6 separate regions of the Sus scrofa genome follow, and regions 1, 2, 3, 4 and 5 are each linked to region 6. The links are chromatin contacts, called in public Hi-C and HiChIP or PLAC-seq maps. All regions are on one chromosome and are shown on one strand. Each heading gives the region's core, a stretch centred on a gene start, on an enhancer-like site or on the middle of the called end of the contact. The rest is flanking DNA. Distances are from core to core; before and after follow the strand shown.

Region 1 (3,092 bases), core at 104-2,603, 420 kb after region 6:
AAAGGGCTCAGCCTGTAGAATGAGCACCAACAAATTAGCTCCTTACCTCACAGATGTTCTGAACACACGAAAATTAAAAATTCAATAGATTCAGCTGGAAAATTAGAATCAAATACTTAAAGTGAAGAGAAGAAAAGTGCCAGGGTAGGGTGGGAGAAAAATGCATTCTATTAGAGTTAAAAAAAAAAAAAGTTTTTGGTAACTTCCTGTAAAATATGAAATTATTTTGAGTACTTTGCCTTTTTGATTCTCGGCGGCGGGGGAGCTGGTATTTGAAGCAATTCTCACGAACACAGCCAAATACATATTTTGGCTCCTCTTCGCTAAGATCTACGATTGATGAGGCTTTAGGTAGCGGCTACAATAGCAATGATCACCTTTCATCTCCTTAAGTCTGCACCCAACAGCTGGGCTAAGGAATTCTACCCGAGAGTTCGCCCAATTTGCAGAACGGGCTAGTGACATCCGCAATGTTTGCAAACATACAGCAAATCTCGACGTAACTAGAAGAAAAAGTGTGCCCCAGTCTAATCACTTTAATTCCTATAAGCCCAGGGGATAAGCAATTTAAGTGTTTCCCAAAGAGCCTCTTTCTTCCAGTTAATCAAAACCAACAACACTGACGAAAGTAGACAGAGAAGTCTGTGGTTATTTGGGGGGGAGGGGGTCGGAGGTGGACGAATATAAGTTTCTTACTCTTCATCAGCTTTCATACAACCAACACCACTTTAAGCACAAGAAAATTTTAAAAACGAGTATTTCACAGATACCAAGGAGGAAAAGAAGCCGCGGAGAGAGGCGGCAGGCACTCTGCCCGGGTCCCCGTGGGCACCCCGGCCAGGTGTGGGCGCGCCCCGCCCGACACTCACTCCGCAGCAGAGGCGACGTCTCCTTCTTCACGTACTTCCCCTGCACCTCGGCCGGCTTGGACACTTCATTTTTGGTTTTCTTTCGGGACAGCATCCTTGTCCACAAGGCCTCAGGCCACGCCAAGAAGCCTCCCTAAGGCTCCGCGCCCGGCGCCGGGATTCCCCGCCGCCACCTCCGTCGGCGCCGCCGCCTCCTTCCCTCCGGAGCAGCCGCCGTCGCCTCCGCCTCCTCCTCCTCCTCCTCCTCCTCTCTGCAGCCCCGGGTCGCCCACAGGTACTGCCGCATGTTCGGGGCGCTACGCGCGCCGACCGCCGCTCAGTCGCTTCTCAGTTCCTTCCCGGAAGTCTGCCCGCTCCCCGACGCTGCCCGAGTACTCCGAGAGGAGAGGCCAGGGACGCCCGGCCAGGGCCATGGTCCGCCGCGGGCCGCCTAGTAACCGCTACGGCTGCTGCCGCCGCCGCCGCCGCCGCCGCCTACGTCCTGTAAACTTTCCCCGCGGCCGCTGGGAATTCTGGGAAACTCGACGCGGCGCGAGCGCCGCTGCCCTACCCCCACTCCAGCTCCTGGGAGCGGTGGCGCTACAGAACCGCTGGCCGAACTCTCCGCTAGCGGGCCGGCCCTGTAGCTGCAGCCACCTTCACTTCCCCCTCGGCGAGAAGCGGGTACCTCGGGCACTAGAGGTCTGAGGACAAAGCCTGCCAGACTGAGCGCCGGAGGCCGTGGCGCGCTCCTGCAACGGAGCCCCTTTTTACCCACAGATTTTTCTTCCCGGACCCTGAGGGAGCGGGTGGCGCGGGACAGCCGCATTCCTGTCCTCCTCCACGGCAGAGGACGCCCCTCTTAGAGTTTTTTGGGCTGGTGAATTCAGGTCCGTGTTCACACAGAACGCCAGTAGAGTTGAAGGGACACCACCCTTAGCTTAGCGCCGCACCAAAAAATAATCTAGATCCCTGATTTTGCGAAAGCATTAGGCCGTCCAACACTAATTAAACAGATATGAATCTGTCTCCTGAGTGCCAGGGAGTGCATCTTTCTGATGAGAAAACGGAGGAAAAAGCCAAATGTGATTTCTACTGTTTCCTATTTAAGACAATTTTGATGTTAGCATAATTTAATTATGACTGTCCTTACTTCCTAGCCACATTATTTCTTCTTAGAGTTGTCATGGAAATAACAATTATTCTACAATACGAGTAGAGAATAGTTTTCTTTGAGCCAAACTGAGAACTATAAACCCAGAAGACAGCTTCTCAGATAACTCTGGGAAGGTGCTCCAGAGAAAATGATTTTCTTAGTTTTGTAGCTTGATGTAATGAAGAACATTAAACCAGTCAGGAATATATTCCTTCAAGGTTTCAAAAAAAAAAAAAAAAATCAGCTAGGAACACAGGAGTCAGTATGGCCTTGGCACTTGGGAAGTGAGGCTTACCATTGAAGGTATACCAACACTGGCAGTTCCCAGAAAGTTACTTTTTTTTTTCTCTAAATGTTGTAGTTGTTGCTGTTCCCTTGTTCTTGCCCAAGTGTTGCTGAGTTGCCTGATTGATGTCGTTTGGTTGAGCCTCTGAAACGTACATGGCCAGATTTATGTCCTGCTCTGTAGCTCAAAAACAAGCCGTAACCCTTCAGCATCATTGGTGTCTAGCGTTGGACGCTTGGTTGGAGGCTTTGCAAGTGTTGCATCTATCTCATATTCAGAAATCCTGGACAGTTGTTCCTTTGTTGATTTATAATCACTGAAAGTGAATCAGCTTTTTGTTTCCTTGTGTTAACTTTACAACGATTAGGAAAATTTACAGGGGCTAACATCTCGTTCCCTAGAAGCCTAAGAGCCTTAATGTACGGAAATATTCCTTGGCCATGTAGATCAATCAAGTATTTCTCAGCGTCAACAAATCGTGTAATCTCACTTTCAACACGGGGGGAAATGCAGCATGAAGAGTCCATCCTCTATGAATGATTTAATGGTAATGTAGGGAGTCATCTCGGCAAAGGTTGCAATCAACTTTGGCCGATAAACGCTTCTCCCGTTGGGCCAACTGTTAGGTGGTCTGCCAGCTCAAATAGCTTCTTGAGTGTGATGATATCTAGCCGCCTACCCAGTAATCACGCAGAGGCCTCCCTCAGTTGGAGGTTGGTATGGAGATCCACCACCGGTGCGGTGACCCCAGGGCAAACGGTCGCAAACATGGCGTTAAACCGCTTCTTTTGTTTCAAAGGAT
Region 2 (3,071 bases), core at 67-2,566, 410 kb before region 6:
CTTGGGAACGTCCATAGGCCACGGGTGTGGCCCTAAAAAGAAAAAAAAAATTAAAATTTTGACTTTAGAATATTTCAAAGGAAAAGAATCGGTTTTAGAAGCAAATAATACCCCTTCCCACCTTTTTTTCCATTGTATTAATGTGAGTCTGTTGGAATTTCCTGTTTGATGAAGTTACTGTATGGTCCACCATGTGGGTATAGCAAGAACATTTCTTCTACCCATGCAATGGACTGAATATTTGTATCCCCACAAAATTCATATGTTGAAACCCAAAAAGACCCCCAATGTGAAATTTTCTGGAGGTGGGATATTTGAAAAGGTAATTAGGTTTAGATGAGGTCTTGAGGGTGAAGATCCCATGATGGGATTAGTGTCCTCCGAGGAAGGGAAGAGACCAGAGCTTGCACATGCTCTCTCTTCCCACCCTATGGAGATGCAGTGAGAAGGCAGCCACCTGCAAAGCCAGAAGAGGGCCCTCACTAAGAACCAAAGCTGTCAGCACCTTGATCTCGGACTTCCCAGCCTCCAGAACTGTGAAATGTCTGTTGTTTAAGCCACCAGGTCCATGGTATTTCATTATAGCTTCCTGAGCTTAGACACGCCTGAAGTCCATAGTTTACATTAAGGCTCACTCTTGGTGGTGTACATTTAATGGGTTTAGACAATTGTATAGTGATATGTATCCACCTTTATAGCATCATACGTAATATTTTCACTGCCCTCAAAATCCTGCTTTGCTCTGCCTGGTCCTTTCTCCCTCTGACCTCACCCTTGGCAACCATGGATATTTTACTGTCTTCATAGTTTGCCTTTTCCATGTTATATAATTAGAATTATATCATATGTGCCCTTTTCAGATTGGCTTATTTCACTGGTAATATGCATTTAAGTTCCCTACATGTCTTTTCATGGCTTCAAAAGATGCCTTATTTCTTTTCAACACTGAATAATATTCTATTGTCTGAATGTACTACAGTAATTTTTTATAATTTTCTACATAATCATGCCATCTATGAACAAAGGCACTTGATTTCTTCCTTCCCAACCTTTTCCCCCTTTTTGTCTTACTGCATAAGCGAAGACATCCAGTAGGCTGTTGAAAGGTAGTGGTGGGAGGGGATGTCCTTTCCTTATTCCTCTAGTTTCTCATCATTAAGAATAGTAGTAATTGTACATTTTTTGTAGATGTTCCTTACGAAGTTAAGGAAGTTCCTCTATATTCCTAGTTTGCCAAGAGGTTTGTTTTTTAATCATGAATAGGTGTTGGATGTTATTAAATGCTTTTTCTTTCTTTGTCTTTTTTTTTAAGGGCTGCACCTGTGGCATATGGAAGTTCCCAGGCCAGGGGTTGAATCAAAGCTGCAGCTGCTGGTCTACTGCCACAACCACAGCAGTGCAGGATCTGAGCCACATCTGTGACCTATACCGTAGCTCATGGCAATGCCAGATCCTTAACTCACTGAGCAGGGCCAGGGAGGAAACCCATGTCTTCATGGATACTAGTCAGGTTCATTACTGCTGAGCCACATCAGGAACTCTTAAAAGCATTAATAGATGCTTTTTCTGCATCTGTTAATATGATCATGTGATTTTTCTTCTTTAGCTTGTTGATATGATGGATTACACTGGTTGATTTTTGAACACTAAATCAGCCTTGCATACCTGGAATGAGTCCCATTTGGTTATAGTGTTTCTTTTTTAATTTTTTTGATTTGATAATACTTTGAAGATTTTGCATCTATGTTCATAAGAAATATTGGTCTGTTGTTTTCTTGTGATATATCTGTCTGGTTTGGGGATTAGAGTAATATTGGCCTCAGAATGAGTAAGAAGTATTCTCTTTGCTTGTGTCTTCTAAAAGAGATTGTAGAAAACTGGTATGGTTTCTTCCTTAAATGTTTGTTAGAATTTTACCAGTGGACTCATCTGGGCTTCCTGCTTTGTTTTAGAAGGTTATTATTGATTCAATTTCTTTAATAGATATGGGCTTATTCAGGTTATCTATTTTTTTCTTAGGAATTTTGGCAGATTGTGTCTTTGAGGGAATCAGACCATTGCATCTAGTTTATCAAATATGCAGGCACAGAGTTCTTCATAATATTTATAATACTTTTAATGTCCATGATATATGTAGTGATGTTCTGTTTCATTTCTGATATCAGTAATTTGTGTCTTTTCTTCTTAGCCTGGCTAGAGGTTTATTGATTTCACTATTTGAAGAACCAGCTTTTGGTTTTATCAGTTTTTCTCTGTTGATTTCCTGCTTTCAGTTTCATTGGTTTCTTTCTTTTCATCATCTCATTATTTTTTTCCTTCCGCTTATTTTGGATTTAATTCGCTCCTCTTTTTCTTATTTCCTAAGATGGAAACTTAGATGGTTGATTTTAGATCTTTCTTTTTTTTCTAACATAGGCACGCAATGCTATAAATTTCTAAGTACTGCTTTTACCCACCCTACAAATTTTGATAAGTTGTAAAGACACAGGCAGTGCTAAGGAAGAAATTTCAGGCTTAGAAAATTTTAGCGAGGAAGGCCATTTGTTGTACCAAGTGTTCCTTCTACATAGCAGTCCCAGCGTTATGATGAGCAAGGGAGAGGAAAATAAAGCACACTCCTCTCACCAAACACATCCACGTACAGATGCACCATTAGATCAGAGATTTAAGATGTAGTCTAGCCTAACTACATTTTGCAGGTGAGGAATCAAATTCAGATTACAATAATTCTTGACTTAACTGAAAAGGTTCAGGTAATGTAAGCGAAAAGTGTCCTGCGTAAGATTCACTTTCCTCCTAGATGGCCTGGATGGGGACAGTTTCTGAAACAGTTCTTGAGCACAATTTTCCAAACTGGGTGGAGGATGCAGCACTACATTTAAGATTCCTGATGGGCAAGAAGAACTTGTCGAGAGGAGATGCCATGACCCGCTCTCTGTGGACACAAGTCCGGGTGGCACGCAGTGCGCAGCAGCAATGAGCAGGGCCGGGCGCCTCGGCCCAGCAATCGGAGCTGGGACCGCCTGGGAGGCGAGAGGCACCACCCGCCCCTGTATCCTCGGGAAGACCCG
Region 3 (3,151 bases), core at 518-3,017, 320 kb before region 6:
GAAAAGGGGAGGGGATCTACTTTAGAGAAAGTAGTCATGTAAACAGATAGAGTAGGAGGTCCCTGGAGAAAGAGAACAAGTCATGGCTTTCTTGATACAAGAGAAGGCATTTTAGGCCTAAGCCATTTTGTGGTCTAAGCCTGGCCGCATGCTTGTCCTCAAATACGTCTCAGTAATGAATGGTCTTATGTGACCAAAAGAATGCAGGAACAAATGAGTGTTATCATGCAAGAGGAGTAACAATAGCAGAGATAATATATCACTTGTAAACTCCCAGTTCTGTTTCAGTGGTAAAGATTAGCCCCAAGTACTCAACCACCAGATCAACTGGAACCTGAGGGATAAAGATGTTGATCTTTTTTTACCGTGGTGATTTCAGTCAACTAAAGCTTGGACTCTGTCGAACTTTGCCCCAATTCCAAGCTGAATTCTTTGCCCAAGCCCCTTCAATATTATGCATTTATCTTTAGCTTAAAACTTCCCCAATTTTGGGGGTGTGGGGGGCACTGCTTTGGGAAGGATCCCTGGTGTTCTTCTTACTTGCTGCAAGTAATAAATCTTTCCTTCTTCCATTCTTGGTTTTGCCTTTTGTTTACACACCTACCAAGAGGCTGTGGATGAAAATGTAATCTGTCAATCTAAGAAAGAATTAGAAAATTTTATGCGAGCCAAATTTGAGAATTATAACCCAGGAAAAGCATCTCAGAAAGCTCTGAGACCTGTTCCACAGGTTAGAAATCAAGTCACAGTTATAAAAATTTTTGAGACAGAGGGCTATACATCAAATGATATATTATTGACAGTTACATAATCCAGATCTAAGCATCATGGTAGTGTGGGTCATATAACCCTTTATAAGATCAAAAAGGAATGTTATCTTTTAAGGAGTTGTCTTATTGACTCTGGGAGAATGTTGCTATTTATGGTTGAGTGGGTATTCCTGCTGACATGGGAGGTTTGGCTGATGCATAATGTGTATACACACTGCATAATATGGAGTAAGGGGAGGCCAAAGGGCAAAGAAGAATTTTTATGTTTAAATTTTTCTTGTCTTGCCATAAAATACACATTTTACTTCACATGGCAAACCCATTTTTGGATAATAGGTAAGTCTCCTTGAGGAAGGGTCATTTAAATTGGGGCCTGAGGAATGGAGTGTCAGGGTATTTTATTTGCAAGCAGTAAGGACCGTCTGTAAACTGAAGTAAGAAAACTTCTCTTAAGAAGGAATAAATTAGGAAGTTCCCATTGTGGCAGAGTGGAAATGAATCCGACTAGTAACCATGAGGTGGCGGGTTCGATCTCTGGCCTTGCTCAGTGGGTTAAGGATCTGGTGTTGCCATGAGCTGTGGTCTAGCTCGCAGACGTGGCTTGATCCTGCATTGATGTGGCTGTGGTGTAGGCCAGCAGTTACAGTTCTGATTCGACCTCTAGCCTGGGAACCTCCATATGCCGTGAGTACAACCCTAAAAAGCAAAAAAAAAAAAAAAAAAAAAAAAAAAAAGGAATAAATTAGAAGGAAATAGAAATGTGTCAGAATGATAGTTGTCCCCCCAATTTGTTCTTCCCTTTTACTAAACTAATAACATTTTTAGTTGGGCACATGACGCCTCAGGTAGAGACCATATTTCCCAGTTCCTTTTACAACCAAGAGTGGCAAAGTACTCACCAACAGAATATGAATGAAAGTGATGGGTGCCACTTCTTCCTCACTCGCTTAAAAATAAATCAGTTGTCCTCCAGTTCTGCTCTTTTGCCCTTTCCCATCGCTAGATGGCGCCAATGTGCACCCCTGTCAGTACTCCAGCTTTAATCAAGCAAACGAAGAAACTATCCTAAGATTTGGTGGGGCATCAAGAGAAAGAAGCCAGGGTCCATGGATAACTTAATGGAGCTGAACCACCCTGCCAGCTTGGACCACGTCTACCTCCAGTCATTTATATGAGAAATAAGATCCTGAAACCAAATACGGCCCTATAATGCCTTCCTGGGAGAGACTCCACCCTTACCCCAACCCCATGTCTTCTGTCTGCTTCTTGTTTGTAGAAAAACTTTAGCTCCCTAGGCCTTCTCAGAATCCCAAGGAATACATTTAATCAGAGAAGTGAGCAAATGCAGAAACAAAGGGAAACAGTCAAGCAAAACAAAATAATAATAGTTCAGCCATTAATTAATAGTTTAGCCTTTAGTTCTTCCTTAAGGGCTATAGATAATAGTCTGAGCCATTATCCTTTGAACTGTTCTGCAAATACTGAACTCCCCACTAGGTGGAAGAAGTTAACTGTAAGCTGCCCACAAGCAGGTAGACCCCAGACTGGCTGGAACCAGAAAGTTGATGATGTTGACTCCTGATTACCTCACCACTAACCAATCAGAATGTCCATGGGCTGATCACACACCATACAACCTTCTTGCTCACCCTGTCTTTAAAAACCCCTCCCTGAAAGCCATTGGGGAGTTCAGGCCTTTTGAGCACTAGCTGTCTGGAATTCTTGCTTGGTGCCTGCAGTCATGATGCACTTTCCTTCACCACAACCCAGTGTCAGTAGATTGGTTTTACTTCACTCAGTGGACTGGACCAAGTTTGGTTTGATAACATTGCTATTTCATTTAAATCACTATATTTGGGGTCGCTATTATCCCAGCATACCCTGTACTCTAATTTAGGCAAGGTCACAGAGAAAACTCTGGCTAATCAAAACTCAGAAAAGGGCAGGAATTGAAAGAGCTCTAGGTATCTCTATGTATCTTTTGAGTTCAGGTATCTTTTGAGTCCTAAACCCTCATACAATCTTCTTTTATATGCGTATCCATTTTTATTATAATTATGTTATAAATAAAACTTTTACAGTCTGCTTTTCAAATTTGTCACTATACTTCTAGTGGCAGTATAAGTCTCTCAGTTTATGTATAATTTATGATTTAAATTGGACTACTGTCAATTACACTAACCACCACTTCATCAATCTATACTTTTTTTCTTTTGTCTTCTTAGGGCCAAACCTGCAGCATATGGAAGTTCCCAGGCTAGAGGTCAAATTGGAGCTGCAGCTGCCAGCCTTTGCCACAGCCACAGCCACAGCAACTTGGGATCTGAGCCATATCTGCAACTTACACCACAGCTCACAGCAGCAATAGATCCTTAACCCAC
Region 4 (3,232 bases), core at 602-3,101, 340 kb before region 6:
TACAGTATAGAGAATCATAAAAGGTGGGATAACCAATAAAAATGATGCTCTAGAACAATTGATGCTGGTCTAAAACAGAACTGTTTTGATAGTGAGAAGTGTAGTAGAGGTAAGGGACTCTTATGTCCAGTGTTAAAAAAGCTTTCATTAGAACAGCAACTGTGGGGACAGAAAGATGTGGAGCACAATGGGATGTAAAGAGTAAAAGGGACACATTAATAAACATATCCTTTATTCATCTAGTATCTATCAACTACTCTACCTTTATCTCTATTTTATTCATAACAGTGAATAAAAACTAAAGTTTAAAACTTCAATGGTCAGTGACCAATCTCAGGGCCTTAAGATTTTGCTTCTAGTATAACTTAAAATTTACCTTCATGGCAAAGCTAGATGGCATCATATTCTTAGGCCACTCAAATTCTGTCGTGTGAATTCGTATGCCAGATTCAAGTAAAAGTGTAGCTTTAAAGTCTGGTCTGTAGAAGGAAAAAGTCAAAATTTTCTTTAGGGCATTTGCCAGCGCTAACTCATGTTTAAAAAAAAAATCTCATATTTAATTACAAAACATCTAATAAGCCTACAAAATGCTCTTACTTTTGAAGACGAATAAGATATGTCTTATTATCCACATCGTAAACATTGTTTACTCTCATTCCTAGCAAGCTGCAAAAAGAAAGGAAACATATAACAAATCATAGTACCACTTGAAACATAAAACCTCACACAATTTAAATCTGTAGGCGGAAGTAGAGTCTTCGAAAAAGGAGATCTTCGACTCTAAAGACAGGGACTCAAACAGGGAGCACAATCTGAACGCCATCAGGCACTCAGCTCAAAACTTGAATTTAACTACTTTAGAACAAAAATGGCTTATCAGCTCTAGGAATACCATACAACGCATTGAGTCTTTAAAATGATCCAACATTTTCTAAGGAAATATAGTAAATCGATTCCACTTAATTTATTTTAAAAGAAAAAACGCAAACAAGACCCTGGGAAATATGACAAAGCTCAAATATGACAGGTGAATAATAGAGACCAGACTAGACGCCAAATCTCACGCGAATCTGCTACCTCCAGCTAAAACGGCGATACTGGTCTGTCTTTGGGATGAGGAAGAGAGTCTAACAAACTAAGGGTCGGGTCTGGAAACCTCTGGAGCAAATGACTACTCTGGCGTCCTGGCGTCCAACTGGCGTGTCGGTTTTCACTAAACGTAGCTGCCAGACCCAGGCGACTCAGGACAGTAAGACGTGAACCCGCCAGAAGCTGACTTAAGACCTGGCAAGACTAGCAGCACATGAGGCACTCAGCTGCTGGGGTCCCCCGGGTCCCCCCCGCCCGGGTATCCTGAGGGCCCGGGAAAGATGTCACGCGCTCGCCCACTCAGGCCTAACCAGGTCCATAAAGGGCTGCACTGGGGGGACCGAGGGGAAACACCAGGCCAGTCTTGTCTCCACCGTGGGGCTGCGACTCTGCCTCCTGCACTCCCCGCACGAGCCTGGTCACCTATCGTACAGTACCTGGCATTCAGCTCGGCTAGTACCGCGCAGAGGTCAATAGTGCTAAAGCGAGTCTTCATGGCGAGGTACGAGAGAAGATTCTGCAGCTTCCTCCACTGCCGGCCTGACTCGACGCCGCTACTCTTATGCGCAGGCGCACTTGGCGGATCTACGGCCGCGCAGAAGGGCCAATATTCCTTGAAGCGAACGTGTTTGCATCGCTTTAGTGAAGTGTTTGAGTGTCAGGCCGTCATCAATTTGTTTTTCGTTGCTGGTTTTCGCACCAAAACCACTCGAAATAGATCCAAACTGTTCTCTTGAAACTGCATTCTTTCCTGAAAAGCTTACGGACTAGTTTAGTGACTTTGCCCCCTTGTGTTTCGGGACTCAAACCAGCCTCCATAGTGACCCCTGCTGGTCGTAACAATTTATGAGAGGAGTACTGGAAGCATTTCCCCAGGCGGGTAGTGAGGCTCTGTGTATCAAAGCCAGGAGGACCCCTTTTCCTGCAGCTTACTGTTTTGAAATTTAACCGAAGTGGATTATTTCATTTGCCCTACAGGCGCCCTCAATGATCAAAGCAAACCAACTCTCAATAAGGAGTTCCTTTTTTGATGAGTCTTGCTCTCCAAAGACCATTTTGCCATTATTGTGGGATTCTCATCCAATCTAACTGTTGGGAATCCCCTTTTGGGACTCAGCAGGGGGTCTCAGCGTAGTACCTGGTATACAATAGGGGTTCCATAAATGATCGGCAATCAAAATATTCAAATATTTCGCTAGATAATGGTGAAATAAGATAAAAATAAAAATAAGACAAGGTTGCCCCGCCAAAGGGGTTTCAAGGGTCGTGCAAGAATGGTTTTTTGTTTTTGCACTGTAATAAATACTTGGGAAGAAAGCAATTTTAAGATAAGAACTCAAAAGAGACAGGGTCTCGCTATGTTGCCCAGGCTGGAGTACAGTGGCTATTCACAGGCGCGATCCCACTACTGATCAGCACGGGAGTTTTGACCTGCTCCGTTTCCGACCTGGGCCGGTTCACCCCTCCTTAGGCAACCTGGTGGTCCCCCACTCCCGGGAGGTCACCATATTGATGCCGAACTTAGTGCGGACACCCGATCGGCATAGCGCACTGCAGCCCAGAACTCCTGGGCTCAAGCGATCCTCCAGCCTCAGCCTCCCGAGTAGCTGGGATTACAGGCGCGCGCCACCGCGCCCGGCAAGAAATCTGGACCTAGGAGGATTCTAGAGCCTACAGACTGAGTGTCGTGAGCAGCAAAATTCTCACCAGTAGACGGCGACTCTTAAGTTAAAAGGGCGCGTTCAGCATTTCAAAAGAAACCAGGAATTGCAGACTCCAAGAGGCTGCTGTAACACATATAGCGCAGCACTACTGCATCAAATGGCACAGTAAATCATGCAGAATAGCTCAAGATATGAAATAAGCTATTTGGAGGGTTTAGGATAGACTGTAGCCAAAACCGTAAAAGCGACAGGTCTAACTGTACATAAACAATACTAAAGTTCTTATATTGACAGTAAAGGCATTCCCCAAAGAATGCCTAAATATTTTGCATAAAATGCAATACATGTGTAAACTCCACATTGAAAGGGACAAAACTTAGATGCAGAAGTTCCAGGGGGCCAGGGATGGAACCCACACCACAGTGACAAATGCCAGATCCTTAACCCACTGCACCATCAGGGAACTCTCTCAGATACTT
Region 5 (3,390 bases), core at 53-2,552, 280 kb after region 6:
AGACAGCTGCTCTTAACTATTCTGGGTCATGGGATGTTATCAATCCCAGAGAGAGGAATTGCCAAAGAAGAATTAGAAAATCATCATCAGATACAAATGCCAAAACTTCTACCAGGAAAAGCATTGTTCTGCATAGGATAATGTTTGTGCACACATCACTTTGACCCAGCATTAGACTACTTACAGTTAAAATTGAGAGACTGGGGTTTCAAAGGACTTTTTAAAACAGCATCATCCATCAAAAAGTTTTTTGTGAAAATGTGAGAACGTCAATATATTTCCTTGTCTACTGTCTTCCAGGAAGCATTTTTTCCATGTTAAGACAAGAATATCCTCAAGCGCAACTCCATAAGCAGATTCGAACTTTCTTGGATACCATAAATAAGCATTAAAAAGCCTTTATACCACACACACGCACAAAAAAAGTACAACGGTGGTTCGCAAAGGTGTAGTTAGTTCTGCTTGTTGGAGCGATCAGTGCAAGCATGGATTAGAAGGCGCTCCGAATGGAGTAAATGGGACCCGGCCGCGGCATCTCCAAGATGCAACAACAAAAGCATCCTCCTTCCTTCTCACACTTCCTCAGAAAGTGGCCCTATTCCCGGGAGCCAGCGGACCGCAGGAAAAGAGCCTGGCCTGCCTCACCTTATAGACGTCCCCGTAGGTGCCGCTGCCGACCCTCTGAACGAGCTCGTAGTCTTGCTGCGGGTTCCGCCTCAGGATGTCCGCGGCAGGCCGCAGAGGGGCCTCCATCTTCGTTCAGGGCCCGGCCCCCGCCGGCTGTGCCCGCGGCGCCCCGATTCCCGCTAACGAGGACGAGCGGCGCCGCTTCCCAACATGGAGCCTCTGCCCGCAGCTCCGCCTGCACGAGGGACGAGCAGAGGCTGCAACCCCGAGCGGCCCAGTCCCGTCCTTTCCGCCCCAGCGGGAGCCGCTACCAGCGGGCCTGGAAGGGGTCCCCAGCGCCCCGCCGCTGCCGTGTTCCGGCCGCGGCCCTTCCCCCTCCCTGACCGCCCGCGAACTGTCGGGCCGGATTCTGCCCGCCCGCCGGGGCCCGGGGCCGGCTCGGTACCTGAGGGGGGCGGCCCCGCTCTTTGTTGAGCGCCGCGCCCAGGACCTACTTCCCCGCCGGCGCCTGCGTCTTGATTCCCGGCGCCCGCCGGCCCTCCAAGTCCAGCTGTGCTGCCGCCGCTGCCTTTCGCTGCACCGCACGTCCTCTCGCGGGCGGCGGAGGCGCGTACCGTCGCCGCCGCCGCCGCACCACGTTCCCCACCCGGGGCTGCGTCACCGGGAGACACGTTCCCGGCCAGCGTGGGTCGGCGCCCAGCGTCCCGCCCGAGCGCGCCGGCCGCGAGACCAGAGTGCCGCCCTGAGGCCTGCTCGGGACACGACACTCTCCCGGCCGGGCCGCCGCGCCCCCCTGGCCCGGAGCGTCCTTTCCTGAGCCGGGCTCTGCTCCCCACTCTGGGGGTCACGGACGCCCCCGGGCATTCTTGGGCTGACGCGCCTCCGCTAAACCGCTCCCAGCTTTGTCAGGTAAACCTGGAGGGTGGCGGGTAGAGTAGTAGGGTGGGCACGAGGGCGATGGGAACGCAGCCCTCCCAGTTGAGAAAATGGTTCGTTGAGGGCACTGAGCCAGAAGTAATCTGGCAATGGGGCGCCCGGGAGGGAGGTGGGGGAGTGCCAGATTAACTAAGTCGCGGCACACCCAACTGCACCTTCCTGTTTTGCAAACCATTCCCAGTGGTACCAGTTTGAGGCTGCACTGCACACCTGCGCAACCTGTCTTCCACTAAGTTTTCCCAAGACATTTCCGAAAGTCGGAATTCCTAGGAAGTCTATGTGGTTCTTATCCCTGTTGGGCACACGCAGTGTCTCAGCGCAGGTATTGTTCCTTTAATTGGGTCGGGAGTTCTGCAGCAGCTGAAAATCAGGGACCACAACCTGGTTCTGACTCTACCACTTACTCAGTATGTGATCTGGGACAAAAAAGACATCCTATTTGGCAATATCTCCACATCCTTATCTGCAGCTTGAAGAGGGTAGGGTTTTGCATCCGACACCTGAGAAAGTGTTTATAAGGCATTTTACAAGATTGTAAAGGGCGTTATCAAATATAAAAGGCTTTTTAACATACTTCACAATGCACAGAATATGAAACAGGAGTTTAGGGAAGTAATTTGGCTGAATATTTCACAAGCTGTTTTGTAGTTTCACTTCCAGTCTTGTTCCAAGGTAGAAATAAGGTTGCCAGATTGATTTTGTTTGTAGAGCCCAATGAAGGTTTTGAACAAAAAAATTCAGCTAACACTTGACCAATCCATTTAGTGACTGAAAAATCACAAAAGAGCAAGTCACAGATGCTGGCCTGTAGCTTTGAACATCCAATTCATTCCATTCTCGGGCAATATATCCCTTATTGTTGATCATTGTAATCAGTTTGGTAATGTACAAATTAACTTCACACCTTAGCTGTACAGGGAATATATGTATTTTTTTGTGTTCCATGCACAAAGAGCACTTATTTAGGGAACATAAGTAAGCTCAGACTTACATGCTCTATGGACAAAGCCTATGTGTTTGCTGCATTGAAAAAATTGTTGAAGAACAGTTCCTTCTTTCAAAGCTTCTTGGCACTTGTTTTGGTGGGCAAATACTTTTGGCTTCAATGACTCAAAATCTTTTCAAATGTTCTATTGGTATCCTAGTACTTGTTTACTGTCATAGACTCTTTTTTTCCTCCTTTGACCATATAGGTATTGATCCTTTTTCTAGTCTGAAATTTACTTATTCTTATTTATATCTCCATTATTCCTCAGAGAATTTGAGGCAACATACAGAAAATGCATACTACAACATAAGATAAAAATAAGTAAATGAGGAAATAGGTATGATGTTAAAGAGAGAAAAATAGGATACCAGAACAGTGTAGCAAATTGGCCAAAGCAGAACATTTTACAGTGTTTTGAGGATCACAGTAAACCAGTTGATTGAGAGAGAGGCATATCTTTTCCTGATACTAAGACTTTAGAAAAACTTATTTCACAAGTCTTCATAAAGTGGAAAATGTGAATTCCCAATTTGAAACAAGGATACATGTCTTTCTGAAGCATGTTTTCCTTTAAGCATGTTATTCTCGAAACACAATTTTGGTATGAGTTAGGCCATAAAAAGTTTGAGGTCCTAGGCTTCAACAAGACCCGGGAGTGCAGATGTTTTATGTTGCCAGTAATTGCATATCCACATGCTTTGACCATCAGCCCACAGGTGGATAGCATGGAAAAAGTCGAGATTCTATGTGGTGGTTAAAAAATGTCAACCATAATTATTATTTTACTTATACCACAGTGCAAAGAAAAAAACAGTTGCTTTATACTAACTCCAAGAGAA
Region 6 (3,551 bases), core at 548-3,047:
AAAAATTATGAAAATAATGGCAAATCTGAAACTCTGAATGCCTGAGGAAAATGTTTTTAACTTTAAAATATACTACTTACTTTATTTATTTATAAAAATTTAATGTTTAAAGATTTATTTTCCACGAGTTCCCATTGTCGCACACCCGGAAACGAATGTGACTAGTATTCACGTGGATGCAGGTTTGATCCCCGGCCTCGTTCAGTGAGTCAGGGATCCAGCATTGTCGTGAGCTGTGGTGTAGATCACAGACTGAGCTTGGATCTGGCATGGCTGTGGCAGGTGCAGCTCCAATTCGACCTCTAGCCTGGGAACGTCCATATGCCGTGGGTGTAGCCCTAAAAAAACAAAAAGAAAAGAAATTATTTTCCAAGGGCAGTCTTTTAAATTAATGTTTATTCTTTCCTTATTATTTTAAAATTTATTCTTAGTTATTTTGCACAAAAGGCATCTGCATCAATGGCACGGAAAACCCATGTTCAGCAGGTTTGGTATCTTTTCCTGCACTGATTTACAGTCTTTAATTTGTCTTGATCTTACAAAAGGTTTCAATATAAAAATGACAGTATGATTATTACCTAAATTCAGATGAAAACTGACATCATCTACAGGAGAGATGCACCCTAGCGATGCACCCAACCTTAAGACTAATTTTTAAGAGCTGCTCCTTTTCTGTCCCCTTAAAATGATTCTAAACTCTAAACTGCACTCAGTGAAGAAACTGACCGAATTTTATAGGGGAAATCGCTCGTAAACAGGTGGGATGCCTTTTGCAGGAACGGAGAAGGCACTTTAAACTTACCTCAAGAATTGTTTTTACAAATATCATGGCTCACTGACATTTCGCACTCCTGAAACGCATCCATCTTATTGTTAAAAAAAAAAAAAAAGGACTACCTCTTAAGTGAGAGGACACCCTTCACGAGCGAACTGCCGAAGGGAACAGCCCCAAAGAACTTAATTAAAAGTTAATTACCTGGCCTGAAAATGTGCTTTTGTTTTAGAAACTAAATACCAGCGGGACTTTCTCTTGCCCTGAATCCAGCCTGAGGACAACAAATTGGTCAACGGCGGAAGTTGCCTGACGAAATGACTGCAACATGAAATCCAGTTTTATGATCACAACAAAACCTTCCTTCCGGGGCCAGGCAAAAACTTGAGATAAACGTCCTTTTGGATGCAACAGGCAATCGCGAGCTCCCCCCGCCCCCCCCCCGCCCCGCCACCGGCCGGGGAGGAAGCGCTCGGCCTCGGACCCGCAGAGAGGACGTACAGCTCCCCATCAGAGAGTCCGAGGGGCCGCGGCCCGCACCCCGCCCTCCAGGCGCCCTTCTCGGCCCCGTCACCTCCCTCGGTCCCCGCGGCCGATCGGACACCAGCACTGACCTTCCGCAGGGCCGAGACTAAGAGTCCCCGCCATTTCGGACTGTTCTCTTCGCTGAAGAACTCGTAGGGCTGCGGCGCCTGCTGCATGGCCCCGGCCGCAGAGCCTCCACATCGGGGTCGGCCCGCGGGCCGAAATGGGCCGGGCCGGTAGCCTGACAGGCAGGGCTCTGGCTGCGTCGCCTCGCCGGCCGCCGCCGCCGCCTCCCGCCCGGGCCGGGGCTACGGCCGAGGCTGCTCGGAGGCGGCGCCGGCGGGCGGGGGCTCCGGGGGCGGCTTCCTCGGCCCGGGCGGCCTCGCCTCGCGCCGCGTCCGCAGAGGAAGCGCGGCGGCCTCCTTTCCCGGCGGCGTTGGCCCGCTTCTCGGGCGGCTCCTCCTCCTTTGTCTGCGTTCGCAGCCCGGCGGGGGTTCAGCTGGCCTGGACCCTGCTCGGACTCCCGCTACGGCCGCGGCGGGCGGAGAACTACGGCGACAGCGGCGGCTTGTCTCCTCATCGCCTCTCCTCCGCCCTCCCAACCGGCAAACGCCGCCCGGCCCGGCCCGGCCCGGCCCGCCCGAGTCACCTCCAGAGGGCCCTGGGGACCGAGCGGGCGTGCGCGTCTAACGAGCGAGCTACACTGCAGCGCGCAGAGCGCTGACCGCCGCCGCCGCCCCTTCAGCAGCCGCGCACAGCGCCCCAGGGCCGCCGCGGAGCTCCGGATCCCAGCAGCGGCGGCTCGGCCCGCCCCCTCCGCCCGGCACTCATCCCTGGGAGCCGGAGTAGTCCTGCACGGAGCATGCGCGCCGCGAATGTGGCAGAGGCGCCGGCCAGGCGCGCGGGCCCTGCCCCAGGAGCGCCCCTGTCCTGGACGCTTAATGGGCGTCTGTTCCACATAGACTTCCCTGCTTGCTGACTGCGTTTTACACACACTCTCCCCCCTCTTGATCTTCCCCAGACAATCCTGAGTCGGTGCTACTCCTCGAGCCCAAGGACTCCAGTCGTGGGAAGCAGTAAAGGTATTTGTAAAGAAAAGGGCTTTCTGTCTGGACAGGATATTTAACGTACTTGTGTTCCACATGGCGTTTTTGTATATGGGCAATAGTAACTATATCATACGGTGGTGGTGTGGGGATTGAAGGAGGCGAGGCGTGGAAAGCCCTTAGCGCACAGTAGGGCCAAAAGGGGCAGATGACAACGTTAATTAGGCTTAATCCTTCACTTGCATGAGCCCCTATGTTCACAAAATTATCGTTTTTGTAAAACTTTTCATATTTTTGCATTGTTTTCTTCTCTCTCTTTTTTTTTTTTCTTTTGTCTTTTCAGGGCCGCACCCGCGGCATATGGAGGTTCCCAGGCCAGCGGTCCAATCAGACCTGTAGCCGGCAACCTACACCACAGTCACAGCAACTTGGGTTCTGAGCCACGTCTGCGACCTACATCACAGCTCAGCGCAACGATGGATCCTTAACCCACTGAGTGAGCCCAGGGATCAAACACCGCAAATCAGGTTCGCTAACCGCTGAGCCACGAAGGGAACTCCTGCACTGTTTTCTTAATGGTGTCCTCCAAATTGCGTAGGTGTGGTGTCAGATCCCACAAAAGCTGTGTCCGCCCTTGGGGCCCAGCCATGCTCATTAGCAACCCCGAAAATGTCCCGACTTTCCTGCGATGAAGACTCTGGAAACTTGATCATTATTTTTTGTTTGTGCTTTTTTTTTTTTTTTTTTTGTCTTTTTGCCACTTCTGGGCCGCTCCCTGGGCATATGGGGGTTCCCAGGCTAGGGGTCTAATCGGAGCTGTAGCCGCTGGCCTACACCACAGCCACAGCAACGCGGGATCCGAGCCACGTCTGAGACCTACACCACAGCTCAGGGCAATGCCGGATCCTTAACCCACTGAGCAAAGCCAGGGATCGAACCTGCAACCTCATGGTTCCTAGTCGGATTCGTTAACCACTGTGCCACGAAGGGAACTCCAAAACGTGATCATTAACATGAACGTTTCATCCCACTAAAGATGCTGAGCACATTCGTGAATTACAATAGACTGCTCCCAGCCACAGCAGTTAGGGAAAGGAAAAACAGGGTGCAAAAAAGGTCTGTGTTACACTTCAGTTCCAGGATCAGTAGCAGAGCAGTTATCTTTCCTTAAAACAGGCACCATTTGTTATTTTGTCAAAATCAGAATG

The links. Hi-C and Micro-C count contacts between places; a contact is called where the count stands out from the background. HiChIP or PLAC-seq counts read pairs in DNA pulled down with a chosen protein or histone mark.
Region 1: a Hi-C map of skeletal muscle shows a contact between it and region 6, with 3 times the contacts expected there. The contact joins the promoter of SAV1 here to the promoter of SOS2 in region 6. A contact is called at or near these places in 1 of 47 Hi-C or Micro-C datasets (skeletal muscle) and 1 of 2 datasets of contacts at active chromatin or transcription factors (skeletal muscle).
Region 2: an H3K27ac HiChIP or PLAC-seq map of alveolar macrophages shows a contact between it and region 6. The contact joins the promoter of KLHDC2 here to the promoter of SOS2 in region 6. A contact is called at or near these places in 1 of 5 promoter capture datasets (fetal skeletal muscle), 1 of 47 Hi-C or Micro-C datasets (retroperitoneal adipose tissue) and 1 of 2 datasets of contacts at active chromatin or transcription factors (alveolar macrophages).
Region 3: a contact with region 6 is called in a Hi-C map of alveolar macrophages, with 2.1 times the contacts expected there. The contact joins the enhancer-like site here to the promoter of SOS2 in region 6. A contact is called at or near these places in 10 of 47 Hi-C or Micro-C datasets (alveolar macrophages, embryonic fibroblasts, epiblast stem cells and 6 more) and 2 of 2 datasets of contacts at active chromatin or transcription factors (alveolar macrophages and skeletal muscle).
Region 4: an H3K27ac HiChIP or PLAC-seq map of alveolar macrophages shows a contact between it and region 6. The contact joins the promoter of NEMF here to the promoter of SOS2 in region 6. A contact is called at or near these places in 3 of 5 promoter capture datasets (fetal liver, fetal skeletal muscle and liver), 11 of 47 Hi-C or Micro-C datasets (brain, embryonic fibroblasts, epiblast stem cells and 6 more) and 2 of 2 datasets of contacts at active chromatin or transcription factors (alveolar macrophages and skeletal muscle).
Region 5: a contact with region 6 is called in a Hi-C map of embryonic fibroblasts, with 2.7 times the contacts expected there. The contact joins the promoter of ATL1 here to the promoter of SOS2 in region 6. A contact is called at or near these places in 2 of 47 Hi-C or Micro-C datasets (embryonic fibroblasts and skeletal muscle) and 2 of 2 datasets of contacts at active chromatin or transcription factors (alveolar macrophages and skeletal muscle).

What each region holds. Positions count from the first base shown.
Region 1 is chr1:180,433,105-180,436,196 of Sscrofa11.1, forward strand. It overlaps SAV1 (protein salvador homolog 1), which reads right to left and starts at 1,354. Exons shown (of 5, transcript XM_001927720.7): 1 at 870-1,354. The coding sequence starts at 963.
Region 2 is chr1:179,607,710-179,610,780 of Sscrofa11.1, forward strand. KLHDC2 (kelch domain-containing protein 2) reads left to right here and starts at 1,317. Exons shown (of 13, transcript XM_001925208.7): 1 at 1,317-3,071.
Region 3 is chr1:179,688,969-179,692,119 of Sscrofa11.1, forward strand. No RefSeq gene overlaps it. Among named protein-coding and RNA genes, the nearest start is that of NEMF, 19 kb to the left of the region's middle. Within about 2 kb of position 1,768, at least 25 of the 83 cell types and tissues checked have an H3K27ac peak or open chromatin away from gene starts, as enhancers often do. A contact at or near this core is called in alveolar macrophages, fetal liver and retroperitoneal adipose tissue, where this site is marked.
Region 4 is chr1:179,669,374-179,672,605 of Sscrofa11.1, forward strand. It overlaps NEMF (nuclear export mediator factor NEMF), which reads right to left and starts at 1,852. Exons shown (of 33, transcript XM_001924630.5): 1 at 1,527-1,852; 2 at 598-666; 3 at 377-479. The coding sequence starts at 1,585.
Region 5 is chr1:180,298,132-180,301,521 of Sscrofa11.1, forward strand. It overlaps ATL1 (atlastin-1), which reads left to right and starts at 1,303. Exons shown (of 15, transcript XM_021101558.1): 1 at 1,303-1,536. It overlaps MAP4K5 (mitogen-activated protein kinase kinase kinase kinase 5), which reads right to left and starts at 1,360. Exons shown (of 33, transcript XM_021101533.1): 1 at 1,073-1,360; 2 at 646-862. The coding sequence starts at 753.
Region 6 is chr1:180,013,144-180,016,694 of Sscrofa11.1, forward strand. It overlaps SOS2 (son of sevenless homolog 2), which reads right to left and starts at 1,798. Exons shown (of 23, transcript XM_021101439.1): 1 at 1,387-1,798. The coding sequence starts at 1,473.